2 separate regions of the Strix aluco genome follow, and region 2 is linked to region 1. A link is a contact called in public Hi-C data. All regions are on one chromosome and are shown on one strand. The core of a region is the stretch at or near the end of the contact, and the rest is flanking DNA. Distances in the headings are between cores, read along the strand shown. Region 1 holds the start of NCOA7 (nuclear receptor coactivator 7). Region 2 holds the start of HDDC2 (HD domain containing 2).

Region 1 (6,402 bases), core at 2,064-4,563:
TAGTCTCCTGCTTAGAGGATACATTTGGATAGCATGCTGCAGTTAGTATGTCTTGTATCTATATTATTACCCAGGTAAAGGATGGGCAAACCCAAAGTTACATTGGTTAAAATCTGAAAGACCTCACTGGCACGAGGGTTTTCTAACACAGCACAGAAGAACGGGGTCCTGCTCTCAGTTACTCCTCCGGCACTGCTTAGGTAACAAAATTGGGAAAAAGGAAGAAAACTGCAGACCTAAAATAGTACCACTTCGTTGACTTCTTTCAGATTTGCCAAACTGCAGTAGAAGATATGCAGCCCTATCCATCAAAGTGGTGGAAAACCTACTTATCTCTTAGCTGAACCTGCACAACAATGACAGTGACTAACACCTTATTTTAGCTCCAGGAAAAGTTGTCTCTGTCCTAATGTACAAGTTCACTGTCCATCATCATTCCAAGCACCTCTACTGTATTGTGTAGAAAGCTCTATGAGGACAATGCATAGATTCCTTATAGCAGACAAAGAAACTACACATTTCCACAGTATTTACATTGCCCCAAGCATTTCAAATATATTCTAGCCTACTGGCATGGGGAAGAAATCACTCAAACCCCTGCCAGAGCAGCAGAATAAGCAGGCTAGGACTGGAACAGAAGCTTCATACAAGTTCTGGTTACAGCGTTGTGGGTTAATGCCTGGAGCTCAACCCACAGACTGCATGTCATTGGAAGAAACTCTGTGAGCAGGATCTAATACACCGTTTTATTTTACTGAGTCTGGAAGCAAGAGGTAATGCCTGACTATCTGTTAAAATGCTTAACGTGATATATATACACATACACACACCCCCAACCCTTTGAAATGAAATTCTGTTTTGGTGTCCCTATAGCACAGAGGACAGAAGATGGTTGAATGTTTTGCTCTTTCCTGTGGCAATATGTTCCATGGCAACTGATTTGAATACAAATGATCTAACATAATTTAATTCATTGGTTTTGTGAAAGCAATGCTTAGAATATTTGAGACAATCTTAAATTCATGTCACTCATTCATTTCAGGATTGGGCAAATTTGTTTTATCATGAATTGCACTATTTTCATGGAGATAAAATGCAAGTTTGCTTTTTTAATCACTCCCAAATTGCCAATTTTTATCCTAGAAGATTTCTCACACAAACTCACATGCATAACAACACATGGAAGACAGAATAGAGTTAGGATACATAAGTATAATGTTTGAATGGGGTTTGACCTCCCACAATATGCACTTCAGCGTATATTTATAGAGCTGCATACATTACAGAGAAAAAAATTGTCACAAGTGCAGTATGTTTATGGCCTGCACTCAGATCAGCTAACACTAATATCAGAAAAAAATACTGTATTGCTCACATGTGGTTAAAAAAAATATTTACATGAACATCTGCAACTGTTAGCTTATGGCTCATTTATTTAAGGAAGACAACCTGCCATAAAGAATTACACCGATGAGTTTGAATACGACAGTCCAGTTTTGAAAAGGTATAAAGGTGACACCAATCTTTTCTTTTTCCATTAACAATCATCCTGTTTTTCCCAATTACTCTTACAATTATTCACCATGAAGTAGTCACAAAACAGGTTTCACACTTTTATAGGTTTCAGACTTTTATGCATAATTGAGGCTCTGCTTGATCCTACCATGCACTGGGGTTGACTTCTGTAATAATACATTGCTATTTTTAGCCCGGTTTCTTTGGTTTATGTAATGATGAATTTTCTAAATGTCCCCAAGTAACCCTGTAACTTTCAAGTGATTGTCTAGATATAACTCAATTTGACAGAGGTACTGAAAATTTCTACAAGTTTCACAAAAATGAAAGAGACCAGAGCTTAAAACTTCTATAAGAAGTTCTTCCCTAATAACTGATTCTATGCACTCGTTTCTGCTATCTAGTAGAGCAAACCAGAAGTTGCTTCCAAAATGTTCTGCAGAACAAAGACTGTAAAAGAAAAGGAATTTGCTGAGACACATGAGAAGATAATAAAAAAGTCATACTCGTTTCAACTAAAGTATTTTATTGAGCTCAGTGGACACTGGATGAAGCACCGCACTGCCATACCTTATCCCAAACCCCAGAATCACGTGCATTTTAACATGGGCTGAGAGAAAAAAAGCTGACACAGGTTTTCCTGGATCAATTATGGTGTTGGGGAAGAACAGAAGATCAAGGAAAACAATACAAGAACTTTTAAAAGTATTTATAAAAATATTGCTGGTGAGTTACTTCCCCATTTTTCTTCAGGATCTTTGCAATATTCTGTAAATAGTAAATGGCTAGTCTGCACAGTATTAAGAAATGACACTGCAAATTCTCACATACCGCCCCCTAGCCCCACTGAAATTAAACTACAAGAAGATAGAGCAAGTCACTGCACAGCTGGGGAGATGATCCTGGAGCAAGGAGATTTAGAACTGCTTAACATTTGGACAACGCCTTTTGAGATCTTCCTTAGATTATGTCCATAAAAGCACTATTATGGTAAAAATAGATAGAAGAAATATAAACTACAATAGCATTTTTCCTCCCAGAAAATCATTGTAATCTAACAGTTGAGCAACCATTCTGACCATACATGGAAATTAAACATAAAATAGCAAAAAACTGTGCATCATCTTTTCCTTCCCTCTCCTCTCCACCTCCCTGAAACTGGGATGATGTACATTTTAAACGAGGCTAACTTAAAGAAGAAAAGCTGATGCCAAGACTTTCCAGATCAAATACACAGCTGAGGAAAGAGAGGAGTGATAAATGCACACATTACACATAGTTATAAAAATCATTTACAGCTTCTGTGCAAATTCACTACTGCTGAAGCATGTACCCCAGGTACTAAAGACAATTTGTACTTACCATTATATAGCAGAAATATACCCAAATACCCAAATAATATACTTTCAGTAAATTAGCACATTACTCTGATGTTATTCATACTCATTTTTACACAGTAAGCCCACTGTCACACAACAATTAACATGGCAAATTAAAGTAATAATAATATATAATATATTCATATGGAACAGAAAAGTTAATCGCATACATTTAAAGTATTTGCTCTGATTTTTCAGGTGCCAAAATTCAGCTTTGCATACCAAACTCGGAAAGCTGGTGTACAGTACCTCTCACTTTGAATGTTACTCACTTGGTTTTACTGACACACCGTTGTTCCGTTGCGTGAAGCGAAAAGAAACATCGGCCTCTGACATTCCTTCCCTGGCGCTTTCAGGAAGATCATTCTTCTCCAACTAGCATCACAGGGATGCAGGCACAGGCACCGGCTGCTTCTGCGCTGGCAGGAGGCTGAATCGCTGACAGTTTCACTGATGCGTTTCTCTATCGGATATAGGAAGCCAGACAAGAGGCATAATCTTTTGTCACTGCACATGACTTGAAAACATGATATGAAAAGAAAACTATTTCTAAAAATAACTAGACAGCATGTGACTCTCAATGCTACTTTCCTGGTGGTCAGCCCCCCGCCCCCCACAACCTGGATTCACATCCAGGAAAAGATTTATTTCAGTGAAACTCTTCTAGTACATACATCTAGTACATACATTCAGGCAGCTTAAGGATCAGAGGGCTCAACCCTGCCTTCCTCTGAGGTGTCGCAAAACAGAGGCACTCTAAGAAGAAACAGTGGCGGTGATCCTTCTGTAACACACATCTCCAACCCTGCAAATCCAGCTGACGTGGACCTACCCTAGTTTTAACTTGGCTGTCTCAAGTGCTGTCAGCATCCCAGCCATGGAAGCACAGAAATCAGTACCCCTCCAAAACCCACCTGAGAAGCACCCAGGGTGGGGAAGCCTATGCTTTTAACCATAAGACCGTGGAGCTACTGAAGCATACAAACTCCTTTAAAGCTAGCTTGGCTTCTGTGGTATAGAACCACCTTAATATTTGGTTGGTGTACCTTGCAGGTTCTGGGGCCAAAATCATCACTATATTTACACTGGCAAATTTCCCCTTGGCTCAGAGTTACAGGAAACCAGGTACCCCTTTGCCTTGCTCTTCAACGAGGGGCACAGATTACCTGCTGGGACCAGGTGACCTCTCTCACCTAACCACATCCCCCTCTTTGCAGTGGCCTCAGGCCCTGGTGGTGCCTCAGTTTGAGCTGTCCTCTGCCTCCAGCGCTCCACAGCTTTGTCTCCTCAAGGACTGAAATGCCCCAGTTTTACTAAAGAAGCTGCTATAGCTATACAGACGTCCAGTACAGTTCTTGCAGTATGTAAGATATCTGACTGTATCTAATAGGGCCTGATTGTAGCCTCACATTTTATAAGTTACCTACATCACTGCACAGTAAAATTGCTCACATTGGAGAAAAGCAAGCTCCATCGCAATTGTTCAGGCCTGCTACTCTGAATGGTTTGGGATGAAATGAACCACTGGCTGAAGAGGGCGAGACAGAACTCTGGCGAGATGGAAACCAAACACCCAAACCTCCCGAGTAAATCCCTGAGGAAAGAGGTCTCCTTAAATTTGCTTTCAGACTTTAAAGCTTTTACAGATAAGGAGTATTTGCACAGTCCACAGGCATGAAGTCTGAAGCTTATCTATCTTAACTTGGAAAAGGTTCCTTATATAATACATTTCAGAGGCAGAGGGCTTGAGAACTAGAGAAATTTTCTTGCGTAGAGCAAACCCTCTTATATTACAGCCACTGCTTAAACAGGGAAAATTACTTTTGCTAGTACAGCTCACAGATCTACTTTGCTCGTGAAATCAACATGCCAGAGGAAAAAGCACTTATGCAGATGTAATCTGCATCGATGGCAGAGTTTTCACTCCTCTCACAGAAACCCTACCGAACAAAGCAAAGTCACAGATCCCTGTCTATCATGTAAGGGGGCGCTGACAGCCCCAGGCAAGCGAACCGCCAATCTGGCTTCCCCTGTGGAGCACCGGGCTTCCTTCCACCTGAAGTAGGCCTTTTGATCGGCTCTCCCCTGCAGACCAAACACCGAAAACCGGAGAAGCTGTGGTCTTTGTTTCCACAGCCTGCCTAAAAAACGATTAAGACGGAGCGGAGGAAATAGCCACCAGCACGCCCGGCCCTCCCCTCCTGGGAGCGGCCGGCCGGGATTTGCAGCGCAGAGCCCTTGGCTGAGGAGGCCCCGCCCGGAGCCGTTACAGCAACACCCCGCACAGACAGGCGCTGTAAGGAACAGCGTGAACAGGCAACACGAAATGAGCGAAACCAACCTCGCTCCCACCGGGGGCTGCCTCCGCCCAGAGGCGCGGGGCGGCGGGAGGGCCCCGGCGGGCGAAGAGAGACCCGGCCCGCCCCGGGCGCCTTCCCCCCAACGACCCGGCCCTGCCCCGGCCGCGTAGTTCTCGCCCGTCGCGCTGCGCGGGGCCCACCTGCAGCCGCTCCCGCACCGCCAGGCTGGCGGCGCGGCCAGGGGCTGTGTCCCGCCCGGCCGCCCACCGCCATCCCGCCTCCCGCCCACGGCGAGGGCCCCTCACCAGCCCCGCCTGAGGCGCCCCCTCTCCTCCCCACCCCGCCGCCAACCCCCCCTTCTGTGGGGTGGAATGGAACGTCCCTCCCTACGCACAGCTGCCTCCGGGGCTTGGTACCGCCCGGAAGGGGGGGCGTAAAGAGGAGAAAGGAGTGGGGCGGCAAGGTTCGGGAAGAAACCACTCTTGAGGAAGGAGACAGAAAGCGGTGGATGGATCCCTGGTGGTCTAGTGGTTAGGATTCGGCGCTCTCACCGCCGCGGCCCGGGTTCGATTCCCGGTCAGGGAAGTGTAATTTTTCTTTTCTCCTTTTTCTGACTCTTTTGTATTTTAGGGTTCTCCCCGACCCTCTCCTTCTGCTTTTACAATTCAGGGAGCATTCGTCCGGCTGCTGCTCGAGCCCGAGGCGTCGGCGTTGCTGCCCAGTGGCGTGTTGTAAGACGCACTTGGTGCTTTGGAGGAGTCACGCATGAAGGGAGTGTGCAAAGTCTCAGCGCCCTGTGCAGAGCGGGCAGGCAGGGGAAGCCTGCCCAGGTGTAGCATCTGTCTGGACATCTTCCCTTCACAAAACTGCCTGTGGACACCCCACGTTCACCCACAGGATTTCTAGGACTCAGCAGAGGGCTGCTGAGCAATGTGTGCCTAGAGGGGCGTTGGCAGGCCTGTTGGCCAGCACTTAAAAATACCATATTCAATGGGTTTTTTGGCTGCTCTGACAGCTAAGGGTGTTGCCACACCTATCCCCCCACAGATGGAATGATCACCTGGTGCCATCATGAATCTTTGAGCCATGGCAGTGGGGACCCCCTTAGCTGTCGCTGGTGTGTGCATGCCTCTCTGACCGAGTGTTTTTTCCCTCAGAGAAGGTGGGAAGGGTTTGTCCCCTGTGTCTGTCCTGGCAGGAGGAGGGCT
Region 2 (6,596 bases), core at 3,269-5,768, 220 kb after region 1:
TTCTGTACCATTACTGATCATTCTTACAACAGATTTTTCACCAGCTACTTCTACATCGTTGCTAAGATTGTCCCAGGTAAAGAAAGATATAATACAGTCTGGAGAACTAAAATGACAATTTACAGTGTTTGGCAGGTGCTCTTCAATCTTTTTTCCTCTTAAGGAGGACATCAGGGCTGTTGCTCCTGCCTGTTGGGTCTGTGACACGCAATCATTTTGCTATATCCAGTGAACTACATAACTTTAACTTTTTTTTTCCTGCCAGATGGTAACAAATGAATTTAATCAATTAATTACTTTTCCTGAAGATATTTTGCCAACACAAGGTTTTCAGTGTCCATGTTGGCAGAACACGTAAGTTTTCAAAATCCCACATGTTATTGTTGGCATTGCGTTATGTTACGTAAACCATAAGCTGATTAAGATCCACCTTATGAGTAGTTCATGGGTCTGTCCCCAGTCATCTGGCATCTGTGGAGATGATTTTCATATTACTGCGCCAAATGTGTAAAGCATCCCCTTTTCCCCAGCCCTATTTCTTAAAGAAATTGAAGCATAATTTCAGCCTTGCGTTGGGCAGCTGCAAATGGGGTCGAAGCAGAAATCTGTAGGCAGAGAGCGCCATCTCCAGCTACCAAATAATAATTACTCTGCAGTAACAACTAATTTCTCCTTTGGAACTGCCATCTGTTCCGGCAAAAGATGGAGAAAAAAAAGCCATCTGAGACTGATGAAAGATTGAGATTTAAGCCTTAACACTATCTTAATATCCTGCAGGGAGGCTATGCAAATCCTTGCTCAAGTTTCTGATTTATATAAAAAAGCTGCTTAAAATCACAAGGAGATGAGCATCTCAAATTTGTTTCTGTTTTCAGGCTACTTAGTCAAGAATAAAATCACATCAGATTCTAACAGAGCTAAAATTTGTACTATATTATGGTCCTCCAACCTACAGAGAGTCTATGCATCTAATACTACATGTGATGCATTTGATAAACACTTGGGAAAGCTCATAAACGATGCCTCTAGTATTGTGCCAGAATGACTGCATAGAAAACTAGTGTGAATAAGCAATATGCAAAAATAGCATACAAAGCGCATACAGAAGAATTATATACATACAAATACTACAAAATTTACAAATATTACAAAAATTACACTATGTAAATATTACATAAATACCAAAATTACATAAATACAAATACAAAAGAATTACAACAGTTGTATTAAATACAAGAGTATTTTGTATACATTTCATCCCACATAAATGGTACTGTGGGAGTACAACACAAGGTTGGTGAGGATTGTAAACATGCTCAAGTGACTTGCAGCTGGGGTGTTGAAAACACATATATCATACTAATTGTTGTTTAGCTTTGTGTGCTTGATGGGTAGAACGTCTGCGTTTAGATAACATAGGCCTGTGATAGACTCAGAGGCACCTTATTGAACATCCTTTAGATTCTTGCCCTGCTGTGGGAAAGATCAAAGCACAGTAGAAAACTACACCTGTGAAAATCCCTAACATATACAGGTGAAAGCAGCAGGTCTGAGATCTTTTCTTTCCTCTCTTCTTTCTGGCTAGCAAGGACCGAGCTCCACGGTGCCTGTGTCTCCACTTGCGTGCCTCTGCCTGAGTGTTGCTGTGGAGACCCCCCGGGTTGCGAGGTAATGAGAATAAATTTACTCTTTGCATTTCATCTGTGATTTTGTGGTTGTTCCTGAATCATGCCTGTGTTGGCTCACACAGGTACCTATGTTAGTGTACACTTCTAAAGAAATCCGTGCTGAAAAAAATAAACCAAGATATTATTTATAGCTGATGCCTCAGAAACTGTTCTCCACCACAATATTAAACTATGTCATTGCCATCCTGTTAACCCAGCAGTTTTCTGTTCTTCCTAACACCATTGGAAACCTTACGTCTCTGGAACATTCACAGCTTCAAAGGGTTCAAATGGAGCAGAGATATTAAGTGCACTAGAAAATCAATCTGTGAATGCGAGTATGCTGCTTTTGATAGTGTTCTCTAAACTAAATGGACAGCCAAGGTCAGAGCCTGGGAAACCAGCCTCATTAATGCCATAGAAGAGTTTGTTCTAGAAACATATCGAAAGGATACTAGTGGCAAAGAAGGTGTCACACAATAAATTTGAAAATCATGCCTCCTCATATGGTCTGTACAAGACTCATCCATGTTAAAGAATTATTAAAGACTTTGAAAAAGTAAATGTATTACTGGATTTAAAGGACTATGAATACTGAATATGTACACTGAATAGAAAGATTCAGAGGGTTAAAAGACAAAGCATCTGTTATCAGCTAGCCTTAAAAATAGCATTCCTGAATTACATACAGCATCTTATTTAAAATGCAAATTATTAAATTACTCTGTGTTATTTTTACGATCGAGTTCAGAAGGTATTTGACAACCGTTCAGAAAAACAGAAAGATTCAGTTTGCAGCCACAGAGACTGCAAGATACAGAAAGAAAGTTGATGAAGCTCCACTAGAAAGAGACCTGCAAAGGACAAGAAGGCAATCAAGAACAGCTGGCATGGATTTATGAAAGACAAATCACACTTGGCCAACCTGATTGCATCCTGTAATGAAATGGCTGGCTACGTGGACAAGGAGGGAGCCGCAGACACAACAGATCTTGACTTCAGTAAAGCTTTTGAAATAATTTCTCACAGCACTTTCACTCACAAACTGAGGAAATACGGCTTGAACAAGCTGTTAGATGCATTGAAAACTGCCTAGGCTGACAGGCTCAGTGGGTGGCAGCTGGTGGCTTGGCAACCTGCCTGAAGGCCCATAACAAGTTGAGTGCTCTAGGGGTTGATACTAGGGCCCATATAGTTCATTGTCTCCATCAAAAACCTGGACCATGGGACAGGATGCACCCTCACCATATTTTAAGACAGCACTAAGTTAGGGGAGTGGTTGACACACTAAACCATAGAGCTTTTAGTTCTAAGGAACTTTGAAAAGCTCAAGGACTGGGCTGACAGAAGCCTTAACACATTCAACAAGGAGAAACACAATAAAGGAGAAACACTCAGCCCTGCAGCTAACGCAGAATAAGCCCTTCCATTGGTACTGGCTGGGAAGAAATAGGCTGGCTATCAGCTTTGCCAAAAAGGACCTGAGGTTATGTGAAAGCCAAGTCCAATATGAGAAAACAGTGTGCTCTCATCCCAAAGAGGGCAAACCACACAGCAGCCTCTGCATTGGAAGGAGTATGGCCAACAGAGTGAGGAAGGTTATTATCCCCCTCTGCTGAGTGTTGGTGAGGCCCTGGCTGGACACAGGGCCCAGTTTGGTGCTTCCACAGATCAAGATGGCACATCTCCAGTGAAGGCTACCAAGATGATCAGGATCTAAATCATACCACCTTGAAGGAGAGGTTGAGGGATCCTGGGCCTGTCTTTGTTGAAGAGCATAAGGAGTCATGTATCAGCAGCCTGCAACTATTTGAAGGGGGTTTACGAATATGACAGAGCTAAACTCTCCTTGGTAGTGGTAGGCAATACAACAGGAAACCATGGGCAGAAGTGGCTTAGGAGGTCCAAAGAGGAACATTATGAAACAAATTATTTATTTGGAAGGTAGGTAACCTGGACAAACTATGAAATTTTTATTTTGGATGGTTTTGAGAGCTGTGATTTACTTTCAGCAGGGTGGCTGGGCTGTGCAACATACAGAGGTCCTTTCCAACCAACCCGTTTATGATTGTGCACAATTGTAAAGCTGATGACTTTCCTGGTCTGTGATTCTTGTTTATTGTTGGAAGGTAGCCTTAAAATGGTCACCAAAATGTTGTCTGGGTTTTATTAATTTATGAGTGTGTTTCAATATACCCATGAGCAAAAATAAAAATACTCTGCCCATCTGTTGATATCTGCCAAACTGCAGATGTTCTTTTCTGAAAACAGAGTATTTCATTGCCAGATTTAAACCATTATCTGCTACTTCAGTTGGCAGTATAAAAATAACAAAGAAATGCAATGCATTTTGAGAATCCACTGGTTGTAAACTAATTCAGTGTGTTAATTATTCAACTTGTATAAGTGATGGAAGTGCCTGTAACCATCCCCGGGAGTCCCCAAAATAATTTAAAACTCTTGAGTGCAGCAACTCTGATACATACCCTTTCCTCTCTGAATAATTACATTCTGAACTATTTACCTTTTTTTTTTTTTTTTTTCTTTCTAGAAAGTATGCCTAAGGTCACTGTTTTGACTCAAGTTTTGACTGAACTAAGAGCTATTCCTGCCTCCTTCACACCAGGGGCTTCTCCTCCCTCTGCACCCCAGGAGAGGCCACACCACCCACCTTCCCCTTCCCCGCACCGCACCCCGTGAGCATCCCGGCTTCTCTTGCTGCTTTCCTCGTTGCGATCGCAGTCCTGAGTCCTTATTCTTAAAAGCGCTGTTTGTGGTTAATGAATCCCGCTGGGAGTACGGCCCCACCATACACCTGCCACCCGCCCACCCGACGCCCGCCTGGCCCGGCAGGCCCTCAGCCGTAGGGGCGTTGCTTCGCCGCCGGCTGCCGGGGCGGGGAGCGCGGCGCCCGGCCAGCCGCTGCTTCCCCTTCCCCCAGCGCCACTCAGAGCCGCCGTCCGGGCCGGCAGCAGCAGCAGGAGGAGGAGGAGGAGCGGGCGAAGGCTGCCGGGCGGCGGATGGCGGCGGGGGCGAGTGGCGGCGGCGGCCTGCTGCCCTTCCTGCGGCTGCTGGGGCAGCTCAAGGTGAGCGCGGGGGCCGCGGGAGCAAGGCCCGCCTCAGCGGGGCGGCGGGCCCGCCGTGGGCCCGGGCGGCCGCCGTGGCGGGCGGGGAGGCTGCCCGCGGCCTTCGCCGGCGTGGCAGCGGGGGCGCACTCGGTGGCGCCCGGCCCGGCCGCCGGGGCCGGCCCGGCCGCGGGGCGGCCGGCGGAGAAACCGCGGCCACCGGGGCGCCACCGGCGGCTCGCCGCGGCGCCTGCGACTCGGAGACGGCCGCCCCGGGTTTGGGGCTGCGGCGGGGACACGCGGGCGCCGGCCGGGGGAGGGCAGGAGGGGCTCGGCGCTTCGCCGTGAGCGCCGTGAGGCTGAGTGCGCCTGGGATCAGGCAGGGAGAGTGCGGAGGAGCGTGTGGAGAGGTACCTGTGTAAAGGCGTCCGGTCACAGCCTCGGGGGGCCCGGTCCTTGGGGCAGGTGTTTCTCGGAAGCATCAGATCTCAGCGGAGCGTGGAGGTCACGGTGGGACAGAATTTCGGCTGGCAGCTCTGAAGCGAGGGCCTTCAAAACCTGAGGCGTTAACGTTTCTCTGACGCCGTCCTCACACAGAGAGTACCACGGACGGGATGGGTGTACAGGAACGTGGCGAAGCCAGAGAGCGTATCGGATCACATGTACAGGATGGCGATGATGGCTTTGGTGACCGAAGACAAAAGCCTTAACAAGGACAGGTGAGACTGCCTCTGGTTATCATGACCATGTTAAATGCTGTGGGAGACGCTTAAAATAGCTGGTATCCTGAGGAAGAGCTTTTAAAACGCACTGAAGGAGTTTGAAACGCTTCCCCCTCCATTCTTTGGACAGGGTGCTCTTTACCTGGAGAGCTGAAAGACTTGTTGAATTCCAGGTGCTGAGGCAAATTGTTAATGCAGAGGCCCTGAGCAGGCCTTCTGTCATGCCATAAACTCTGTTAAAACTCAGTTTGAAGCAACAGACAGCAAAGGCAAAGCCATACACCGTGTGGATTTTGATAGCACTCAGCAGCAGTAAGGAGCCTCAGAAATGATACAGTGTAGAAGAGAAAGCATCATTAGTCGTGAATGAGTTGTCAAGTCTGGTATGGGATCGTGCTTGTTTTGGCCCTTCAGGAGCTGATGAAAATAATGAAGGCTTTTTTTGGCTGTTCTGCTGCAAATTGACATAGCTACAGAATTGTGAGTGTCAGATTATATACTGAATTTGGGATGGCTCCCATCAGATTACCTTCTACCTGTTGTAGCATTCATGTGAACCGTATAATGTAGTTACCACAAAATCTCTGAGAGTCAAGCATACAAAAGCTAAGCATGTTATTTTTGAATGCTGTGCAGTTGTACAAACTGTATTTATATCTGAATCTACACTTACAAGCAGCAGGAGGTAGAAATCAGGAATTAAAATGTCTAGGTAGAAACTACTCTCCTTAGTAAAGAAGTGAAAAATGTTATGCAAACTTAAAAAACCAAAAAACCCCCTTTAAAATATGTGAAGGGAGTGAATTATGCAGTCTCTTAGCTTTATGAATAACAAGATATGAGTTAAAATGCTGAAAAACTAATTATTCTGTCTTTCGTATTTGTCAGATGCATACGATTAGCTTTGGTTCACGATATGGCTGAATGCATTGTTGGAGATATCGCTCCTGCAGATAATATCTCAAAAGAGGAAAAACACAGGAGAGAAGAGGTATGGGCATAAGGCACGAAGCCACATCTGCGAAGCATTCTGTGTGTTTTTAGTGTTCTGGTGGTAGTGAAGAGACCCTCTAAACCACATACTACTGTCATTGGCATTGGACAAATAAGCCACGAACAACCAAAGTTCTCAACTCATGATT

Evidence for each region. Hi-C and Micro-C count contacts between places; a contact is called where the count stands out from the background.
Region 2: a Hi-C map of brain shows a contact between it and region 1, with 5 times the contacts expected there. The contact joins the promoter of HDDC2 here to the promoter of NCOA7 in region 1. A contact is called at or near these places in 2 of 2 Hi-C or Micro-C datasets (brain and heart).

What each region holds. Positions count from the first base shown.
Region 1 is chr3:73,140,151-73,146,552 of bStrAlu1.hap1, forward strand. It overlaps NCOA7 (nuclear receptor coactivator 7), which reads right to left and starts at 3,314. Exons shown (of 16, transcript XM_074819186.1): 1 at 3,167-3,314. TRNAE-CUC (transfer RNA glutamic acid (anticodon CUC)) reads left to right here and starts at 5,708; the gene lies at 5,708-5,779.
Region 2 is chr3:73,361,525-73,368,120 of bStrAlu1.hap1, forward strand. It overlaps HDDC2 (HD domain containing 2), which reads left to right and starts at 4,519. Exons shown (of 6, transcript XM_074819194.1): 1 at 4,519-4,753; 2 at 5,330-5,451; 3 at 6,343-6,445. The coding sequence starts at 4,688.